3 separate regions of the Mus musculus genome follow, and regions 2 and 3 are each linked to region 1. Evidence: chromatin contacts called from public HiChIP or PLAC-seq data. All regions are on one chromosome and are shown on one strand. The core of a region is the stretch at or near the end of the contact, and the rest is flanking DNA. Distances in the headings are between cores, read along the strand shown.

Region 1 (2,700 bases), core at 187-2,686:
TGCAGGAAAAAAAAGGGGGGGAGGGGCATTCATTGGCCAATGGGAGTCTGAAGCACTGTAGTAACAGGAATTCCTGTGAGACTAGAATACAAACCCAGAGTGCCCAACTGTGATTAGGATTCATCCCCAAACACAATCTTTACAAACGGCAGTTAAATATTTAATGCAGTTAAATAGTTTCAATTAGTAAAAATATTAAAATGTGGTTTGGTAGCTTCAGTTCTTTTTTCCTGGAAAGCTGTAACCTGTGTAGTACACAGTGAAGTGAAATGGTATAATCAGAAAACTGAAGTCCTAATAAAAATGGCAGATCAAAGTCATGCCATGTAGAAAGGTGAAGTTATCATCACACTTGGGACAAATCTTTAAAACATCAATTTGGTAAAACTGGCTTTGAGGAACTATAAATTATTTTGGTTATTTTTTTTCAAGGTCAAATAAAGTAATTGTTATCTCTGATAGAGTAACACTGTGTGGTGTAATAAGGACACTGAAAATGTTATACACAATTAGGTATTTTGTTTGGGAGATTTCTAAAATTTTAGATACTTTTTTGACTTGCCAGTAATGCTATTACCCTGTTAGAGAAATGCTCTAAAGATGCTAGATTTGGAAGTTAATAGCCATGTGGTTCTATCCTGATCTCACCGCTTACTACCCCCTGAATCTATTTTCTGGAGTATAAATGACAGCAGGCTTCAATCGGGAACTGAACAGTCTTATTAAACGGTCTGGATGAGAAGCTCAGAGAGCGTCAGAGCCCCCGTGGAAAAGATTTTCTTTATAGCTTCTTTACCTACTGCAATTAATACTGCTTAGTGTGCACTGTCAAGTTTAAAAGAAAAATTAGCCATCTAGCTGCCCTTAGCCCACTGTCATGCACTTCAGAATATTTCCTTTAAAAACAATTCTTTGAAAACATAACGAGAACAAACGTGTTCTCATTATCCTTTAGCCCCAGATTTCCTTCAGAACTTAAAAATCATGCGCAAGCCATATTCAAGATGTGTTATCTCAAGAAAGTCCAGAACCCAGGCAGCAGTATCATGAAAATATCAAGTCCACACCCTCCTACACATCAATTTCAGCGGAACCAGAAAAGTACATTGATTTCTTTATAACGAAATCCAAAATATTCAGAAAAAAATAGGGCCGGTTTCCAAGGGTTTTGTCCACAGACCCTTTCTGGAGCCGGCGTCCCTCTATGAGAAGGGTTGGCATTCTTTCGGTCTGTCCTGGGTGCTGGGCTCCGTGCAACTGTCCTCGCGGGTCGCGGTTCCCCGCCTCACCGGCCCACCAATGGTTGATGCCTCTCTCCTCGCCATCCCGCCTTCCGATGCCACAATAACCAATAGAAATGAACGTATGGAGTCCAGTAACCAATGGGAACTGGGGGAGGCGGAGGCCGGTCCTCCCGCGGTGCAAGCTGGGCTTCTGCTCCGTTGCCCAGGAGCCGAAGCCGCCGAGCCGCCGCCCGCAGCCGTGGTCCCTACAGTGAGTGAGTTCAAACTCCCCGCAACCGCAGTCTGCAGCGTCCGGGTACTCTAGGTCTCGGACCGTAGCTGTCGGTCGGACTCGGGGATCGGCCGATGATCCAGGCAGGAGCAGGAGGTGCCAGCTTGGAGGGTGAGGGGCGGGCCTCGGATGAGAGAGGAGGTCTGCGGCCGGGGGGGGGGGGGGGGGGGGATGGACGTGATGGGGCGGGGCGAGGCGGGGCTGATCGGCGGATGCTTTGGAGAGAAGGAAGAGAAAGTTGAGAGACTGGGATTTGTTAGCCCCCTAAAGCAGAAGGAAAGCATGTGCAGACGGATCCAAAGAAGAACGAAGTTACCAGAAAGAAACCCCTGGAGACTGGTGTAGATCGGGATGGGAAAGGAGGGCGCGCGGAGCCTTTCAGAGACTCTGGAACAGTCTAGGATATTATTGTTAACACTGTCGTTAAAGGGGAGAGACACTTTGGTCCAGGCTGTGGATTATTTTTATACATCATTGAGGGATGGAATGGAACGAATGAAAGTAGTTAGCAAAACCTACCTGTTGGCAGAACTGAGTTGGGGTGGATGCACATGCCTTTTGTTTCGCGCTAGCTGAATAAGGGAACAGTGTTTCCCTGTGTGACCAGTTCACCTGAATGTAAATTCTTAGTCACTTCATGGGCTTGATACGTAATGGTATCTTTTGGTTGGTAACAAGTTGCTAGGGGCTGTATTTTTCCTCCAGAGAAGTGCAGTGAATGGTAGACACATTGTGAGGATTAATTTTACGGAGGTATTTGTACCTATATTTGGGTAAGTGGGGTGGGGGCGGGGTGTGGAGGAAGGTTTTATGAAAGTAAATTTTCTTTTAGGATTGATTAATTGTGTGTGTGTGTGTGTGTGTGTGTGTGTGCGCGTGTTTCCTGTCCTGGACCAGCTCCTGCCTGCACATCTCAATCCCGAAGTTTGAGGGTCTTAACTCTTGGCCCAAGCAGAGTAGGCTTGACCACATACACATGGATGCTCAACCGTGCGTTCAGGATTAGATAGATGTCTTTGGGATCAACAGTCATAACTTAGGGCTTGAGAGCTGATTCAACCGTTAAGAGTACTAACTACTCTCCCACAGGCCCTAGGTTTGATTCCCAGCAGCCACATGGCAGCCCACAACTGTCTGTAACTCCAGTTCCAGGGAATCCTACGCTGTCTTCTGGCCCTTCTAGGT
Region 2 (2,700 bases), core at 20-2,519, 40 kb after region 1:
CAGCCTTGATGATAGCGAGACCGAAACTGCCTTTTATTTCCTTTTTTATGTGAGGTTTTACGTCTAGAAGGTAGGCAAATAACAACTTATTTGAAGATTAAATATTTTAATCTGAATTCTTCATAACCATGATGAGGCCTGTGTCAGAGACCATGGGGACCGCTAGTTTCCTGAGAGGGCGATCAGTGCAGCTCCATAGCTGTGCTGTTTGCTCTCATCCAACTTGGTATTTACTGCCCAGCAGTGCATTCTGGGAGCTCTTGCGACTGTGTGCTGTAAGCAGGTGTGTAAGGACTGATTACCCATCATCAGGAAAAGCAAGGAAGGACCACTAATCTAGGCATCTTCCTACTGTTCGTGAGCCCGTTTCCTGGTTGGTGTTATGCTCCTGAACACTAAGCTTAGCCTGGTTTAAAGTCTTGTCAGCGCTACCTGGATGTGGTCTGACCCTGCTGAGTCCCCTGTCTCCCTATTGGCTTTGCTGTTGTTACACAGGAGCTATCGAAGAACCTGGAGCTGAGCACGAACAGTTTCCAGCGGCAGCTGCTCGCTGAAAGGAAAAGAGCATTCGAGGCTTACGATGAAAATAAAGTTCTTCAAAAGGAGCTGCAGCGGCTCCATCACAAGCTCAAGGTAACCACGCTCTTTTCGACGGCGGCATGATTTCTCACGCCATCTAAACCACATGAAAACCTCGTACTTAAAATAATGGTCACCCTTCATACTTGCTACTGTATAATCTACCAAATTCTATTACCTGTCACTTAGAAGCAAAGCATTGTTAATATAGTTGCTATAACGAAGTAAAATACTGTATATGCCAACAGGAGCAATGTAAGTGAAATGAATAGCAGAGTTCCAGAAGAGGATCATGGGAAGGAGCATGCGCAGCACACTCTTGAATGATCTAGCATTCTTCTGCACGGGACCGGGGCAGGGCTTGCTTTTAAAGTTCCTTTTGTTTAAAGGCGACACAGTTCACATTAGTTAATTGTGTTAAACACGATTGCATTTTACAGAGGTCATTGATGGACTGAAATTTTGCTCAGAATTCTGCAGAAATATGCATTATCTTATATAGTTTTCTCTTGGAGCACCAAGTTCTCAGAAAAAGGCATCATTCCCATATTGTGAAGGAGCTCTTGGGTTCAAAAGTCTGATCCAACTTTTAAGTCATTAGTAACTCAAAATCCATGCGTGAGAGAGGCTCTGCCCTTGTCTCTGTGGCTGAGCCTGGATGACAGCTAGGCATTAGTCACTCTGTGGGTGAGGAAGTAGAACTTGTGGTATTTGCATCCTCTTCCTTCTCCCTTCTCCCTCTTTTCCCCTTGCCTCCTGCCTCCTTCCCCAAACCCCGCCCCTGCTACCCCCTCCATTTGCGCCTTCAGTTCCTCCTCCCAGGAGATCTTTCTTTCTCCAGTTAGATAGTTACAGTGGAGGACTGACCTAGAGGTAGTTCAGTCTGATGGAGAAGACACCCGTCAACACAATGAGGATATTTAATTTCAAACTGCTCACCTTCCTTCCCTGTATTGGGTTTGTTTTCAGGAAAAGGAGAAAGAATTGGATATAAAAAACATCTATGCTAATCGCCTGCCCAAATCCTCTCCAAAGAAAGAGAAAGAAATCGAAAGGAAACATGGTATGGAAGGATTATTGCTGCAACTGAAGCTGTTACTAACTAATGGGTTCTAAAGTGAAGGGGGGAGGGAAGGAGTGTCCTTGGAATATATTTGATCTTTTGTTATGGATCAGATTTTCTTGGAATCACATTGCTTTCAACTTTTGTTTTTGTTAAAGAGGGGACCAGGACTGGGGAGATGGCATGGGGGGTTAAGAGGGCTGCTCTTGCAGAGCACTCTTAGATGCCTCACAGTGACCTGAAACTCCAGCTCCAGGGGGTCTAACACCCTCTTCTGGGCTCTTTGAGCACCCAGACAGACCTGGCACACAAACACATAGACAACCTGTATACCTAAATTAAAAAAAAATTAGAATGTGTAAAATTAAAAAGATAGAGTTTATGCAGTCTTTGAAAAACTTGAATACGCCAATGCCCAGCTTTTATGTTATCCTTAAATAAGCTGAGTTTTAGTAAAAGGTTAAAAACCTTCTTATTTATGAAGCACCTACCTCTCACAGTTGCACTCTCTACTGCAACCATTTCACTCCCCCTTTCTACTTCCTAGTGTATTTTGGAACAAATCCCAAATAGCATTCACTTCACTTTGCTTCATAGTTTGTATTATTGTGCACTTGTCCTGTTTTAAAACAAAAGTATAAATCTCCTGTAAATTACAGAATTTTTTAAAGTATCAACTTTGCGAAAGATTATTAGCATCTGTGTATGTATAATTGCCCTCAAATCATAATTGCTAGCTTTCACGAACAAAATGTGTGCTCCCGTTGGGATGAGTGTTGCCGATTGAATGTACAGCCACGGTATTAGAAAGCTTGTCTATGGTTTTCTTGGTAGTATCCTGCCAGAGTGACTTTACAGACCAGTGTACAAAAGGAGTACAGACCGCTGAAGACTTTGAGCTGGAGGACTTTCCTTTCACAGCCCAGACAGTTCTCTGCTATGAAAACAGATGGGATGAACCAGAATATCTCTCTTCGGTGAGTTTAGCACAATGACTGGAGCCAAACTCCAGGAAAGCTGTTTGCACCAATGTGGTCGGAAGTTCCTGACAGACGTCC
Region 3 (2,700 bases), core at 45-2,544, 41 kb before region 1:
TTGGAGGACGCAGCCTTCACTGGGCAGCTGAGTTTCCCAACACCTTGATCTAGTCAAGTGCTCTCCAGCCTCCAGAATTGTAAGAGCAAATACATTTTATGCTCTTTATGAATTACCCAGCCTGGAGTATTTTGTCATAGGGGTATAAAACAAAGATAAGAAGAAAGCTAGTATACACAAATGAGTTTGGAACATTAGAAGAACACAGACATTGTAAGCTTGAAATGTTAACATAGCTGAGATGCCAGCTAAGTTTTCAAAGCAAAAGCTGTAGTAGAGATCTCAGCCAGGTAGTTTAAATAAGACTGTGTCTGGGTGGGGTGTTTTTCGGTGTAACCAAAAAGTCCTGTCTGGGTTCTGTTAAATTCAAGATGTTTATCAAGTGGATTCAGTTGTATTCCAAGCCTCAGCTGTTTGATACCAACAGTAGTCAAGATACATTCCTCTGGTATTTTTGTGTTCTAGTAGTAGAATCTAAGATGCTCTCAGAAGGAAGGTGGTTCTAAGAGGTGTATTAAATGTGGGGTCCAGGAGGAAGGCAGACTGCTTCCAGCCTCATCCCACCCTTTCCTTTTCATCTTTCTCGCTTCACAGCTAACCTTAGTGTGCCACTTGCCTCATTTAGTACTGACTACAGGAATGTGGGAAAAATAGTCAAGGTGTGAGAAATCTGTATCCAGGAAGAGTTGTAATGAGGCAAGCACCAACGAAGCCCAGGGGAACAGCCGCAGCAGCCTTGGCCAGGGGTTCTCTGTGCTCCCCTCAAGTTTAGAGGACAGACTCAGACTTCTCATGTTTTGCACAGTGCCAGTGAATCTCACTCAGCCGGAGACAATGCTTTACCAAAGATACTTGTAAGTGTGGACTGGCCTTTCTCCTCTTGAGCATTGGTGGAGCCCAGTAGGCACTCCGTGTGATGGTACCTGGTGTTAAGCGACAGCACTGTCTGTAGCCATGCCACACAAAATGTGATAATTCTTCCCAAACCACTAGTAAACAGTGCTTTCATTAACAACCTGTGCAATTTAAGTTCTGAGTTTTTCATACTCCTTCTACAGTGTACAAGGGGTCTGGACTTAGGCAACAGTTGAAGGGGAAAAGTGCTTGCTGTGCAAGCCTGTGGTCCTGAGATCATAGCCCCAGAATTCACATAAAAACCAGACACAGTGCCAGAACTCTGTAACCTCAGTGCAGAGAACAGTGTGAGAGGGGCAGGCCTCAGAGTGTGAGAGGGGGGCAGGCCTCAGAGTGTGAGAGGGGCAGGCCTCAGAGTGTGGGAGGGGCAGGCCTCAGAGTGTGGGAGGGGCAGGCCTCAGAGTGTGGGAGGGGCAGGCCTCAGAGTGTGAGAGGGACAGGCCTCAGAGTGTGAGAGGGGCAGGCCTCAGAGTGTGAGAGGGGCAGGCCTCAAAAGGCCTCAAAGGGCTTTTCAGCCAACAGCAAGTCCCAGGTTCAGTGAGACATGCTGTCTCAGAAAACATATGGTGAGGAGCCCTAAGGGAAGATACTTGAGGTTGATCTGTATGTACATGCATTTAAAAAATACATATCTGATAAATGACAAATCACCAACTATTCACTCCATTTCCTGAGAATCAATGTTCTAATAAAAGATCACAGACATAGTAAAAGACAGAATTTCCAAATCCAAAACAGTACAAACCAATTTAAAATGTTCAAAGCCTAAAAATTGAATAAAATACAGCAACCTTTTATATTATTAACATTTCTCCTGCCAAGCATAAAGGTCACTGAGAGGCCTAATTGCTGTAAAAACTTGTGTTTTTATAAGAGCTAGGGAATTTTCTTTTCTATGGCCCAAGAGAATGGAGACTCATGTAGAAATTCAGAGAATTAAGTACATGGCATCCATTAACTGCCTTCTCCTGTGCAGAGGAAAATAACACAAACCATTCCAGAAGCAGAGGTTGCTTTCCTTCATGCAGACAGGAAAACAGAAACAAAACCCGATTGTCTTAACTGAATGCAATCTTCCTTTCCTGAGGAGGTTCAATATCATTTTCTCCTATTGCAAAAAAAAAAAACAAAAAAACATTCATTTCTTCTTTTGCCAGGGAAATGCCCTTTCATCAATCTAAGTGGAAATTTATGTTCTAATAATTTCCAGAATTAAAAGAGAGAAAAAACCTATTTTATTCAGAACAATATAGGAGGAAGCCAAGCAAGGAGTAGCTGTAGTTCCAGGACAGCTGGGGGGGGGGGAGGGAGGATGAGACAGCCCTTGGATAAGAGGTGGGTCCCACCTCTGCCCTGTTGTCGTCAGAAAAGAGGAACACAGATTCTAATTCAGCAGTTCTCAACTCTTTTGGGGGGTCAAACAATCCTTTTCAAGAGTTGCCTATCAAATGTTTACATTATAATTCATAACACTAGTAACAATGACAATTATGAAGTAGCAATGAAAATAATTTTATGGTTGGGGATCACCACAACAAGAGGAACTTGGGTATATGTCTTAGAGTGGTGTGGTGTGGCCTGTGTCTTACTTAAGGTTTCTATTGCTGTGAAGATGCACCATGACATTAATTGGGGCCGGCATGCAGTTTAGAGGTTTAGTCCATAGCAGAACTTTCATCATGGTGGGAAGCACGGTGGCACAAAGCAGACATGGTGCTGAAGAAGGAGCTGAGAGTTCTACATCCTACTCAGCAGGCAGCAGGAGACAGAGACACATTTCCTCCA

What was found. HiChIP or PLAC-seq counts read pairs in DNA pulled down with a chosen protein or histone mark.
Region 2: an H3K4me3 HiChIP or PLAC-seq map of bone marrow-derived macrophages shows a contact between it and region 1, with 2.7 times the contacts expected there. The contact joins the enhancer-like site here to the promoter of Lca5 in region 1. A contact is called at or near these places in 5 of 39 promoter capture datasets (3T3-L1-derived adipocytes, epiblast stem cells, liver and 2 more), 3 of 484 Hi-C or Micro-C datasets (the C10 cell line, Th1 cells and bone marrow-derived macrophages), 5 of 115 datasets of contacts at active chromatin or transcription factors (bone marrow-derived macrophages, embryonic stem cells and neural progenitor cells) and 2 of 9 other capture datasets (adipose tissue and liver).
Region 3: an H3K27ac HiChIP or PLAC-seq map of stem cell-derived epiblast-like cells shows a contact between it and region 1, with 2.3 times the contacts expected there. The contact joins the enhancer-like site here to the promoter of Lca5 in region 1. A contact is called at or near these places in 5 of 484 Hi-C or Micro-C datasets (cerebral cortex, forebrain, liver and 1 more), 7 of 115 datasets of contacts at active chromatin or transcription factors (CD8 T cells, double positive thymocytes, embryonic fibroblasts and 2 more) and 1 of 9 other capture datasets (adipose tissue).

What each region holds. Positions count from the first base shown.
Region 1 is chr9:83,439,835-83,442,534 of GRCm38.p6, reverse strand. It overlaps Lca5 (Leber congenital amaurosis 5 (human)), which reads left to right and starts at 1,436. Exons shown (of 8, transcript NM_027448.2): 1 at 1,436-1,626. The region is part of intron 1 of Gm2087 (predicted gene 2087); the gene reads right to left.
Region 2 is chr9:83,399,545-83,402,244 of GRCm38.p6, reverse strand. Lca5 (Leber congenital amaurosis 5 (human)) reads left to right here. Exons shown (of 8, transcript NM_027448.2): 4 at 496-633; 5 at 1,549-1,642; 6 at 2,477-2,619. Among named protein-coding and RNA genes, the nearest start is that of Gm2087, 31 kb to the left of the region's middle. Within about 2 kb of position 1,269, at least 17 of the 459 cell types and tissues checked have an H3K27ac peak or open chromatin away from gene starts, as enhancers often do. A contact at or near this core is called in bone marrow-derived macrophages, where this site is marked.
Region 3 is chr9:83,480,970-83,483,669 of GRCm38.p6, reverse strand. No RefSeq gene overlaps it. Among named protein-coding and RNA genes, the nearest start is that of Lca5, 41 kb to the right of the region's middle. Within about 2 kb of position 1,294, at least 70 of the 459 cell types and tissues checked have an H3K27ac peak or open chromatin away from gene starts, as enhancers often do. A contact at or near this core is called in stem cell-derived epiblast-like cells, where this site is marked.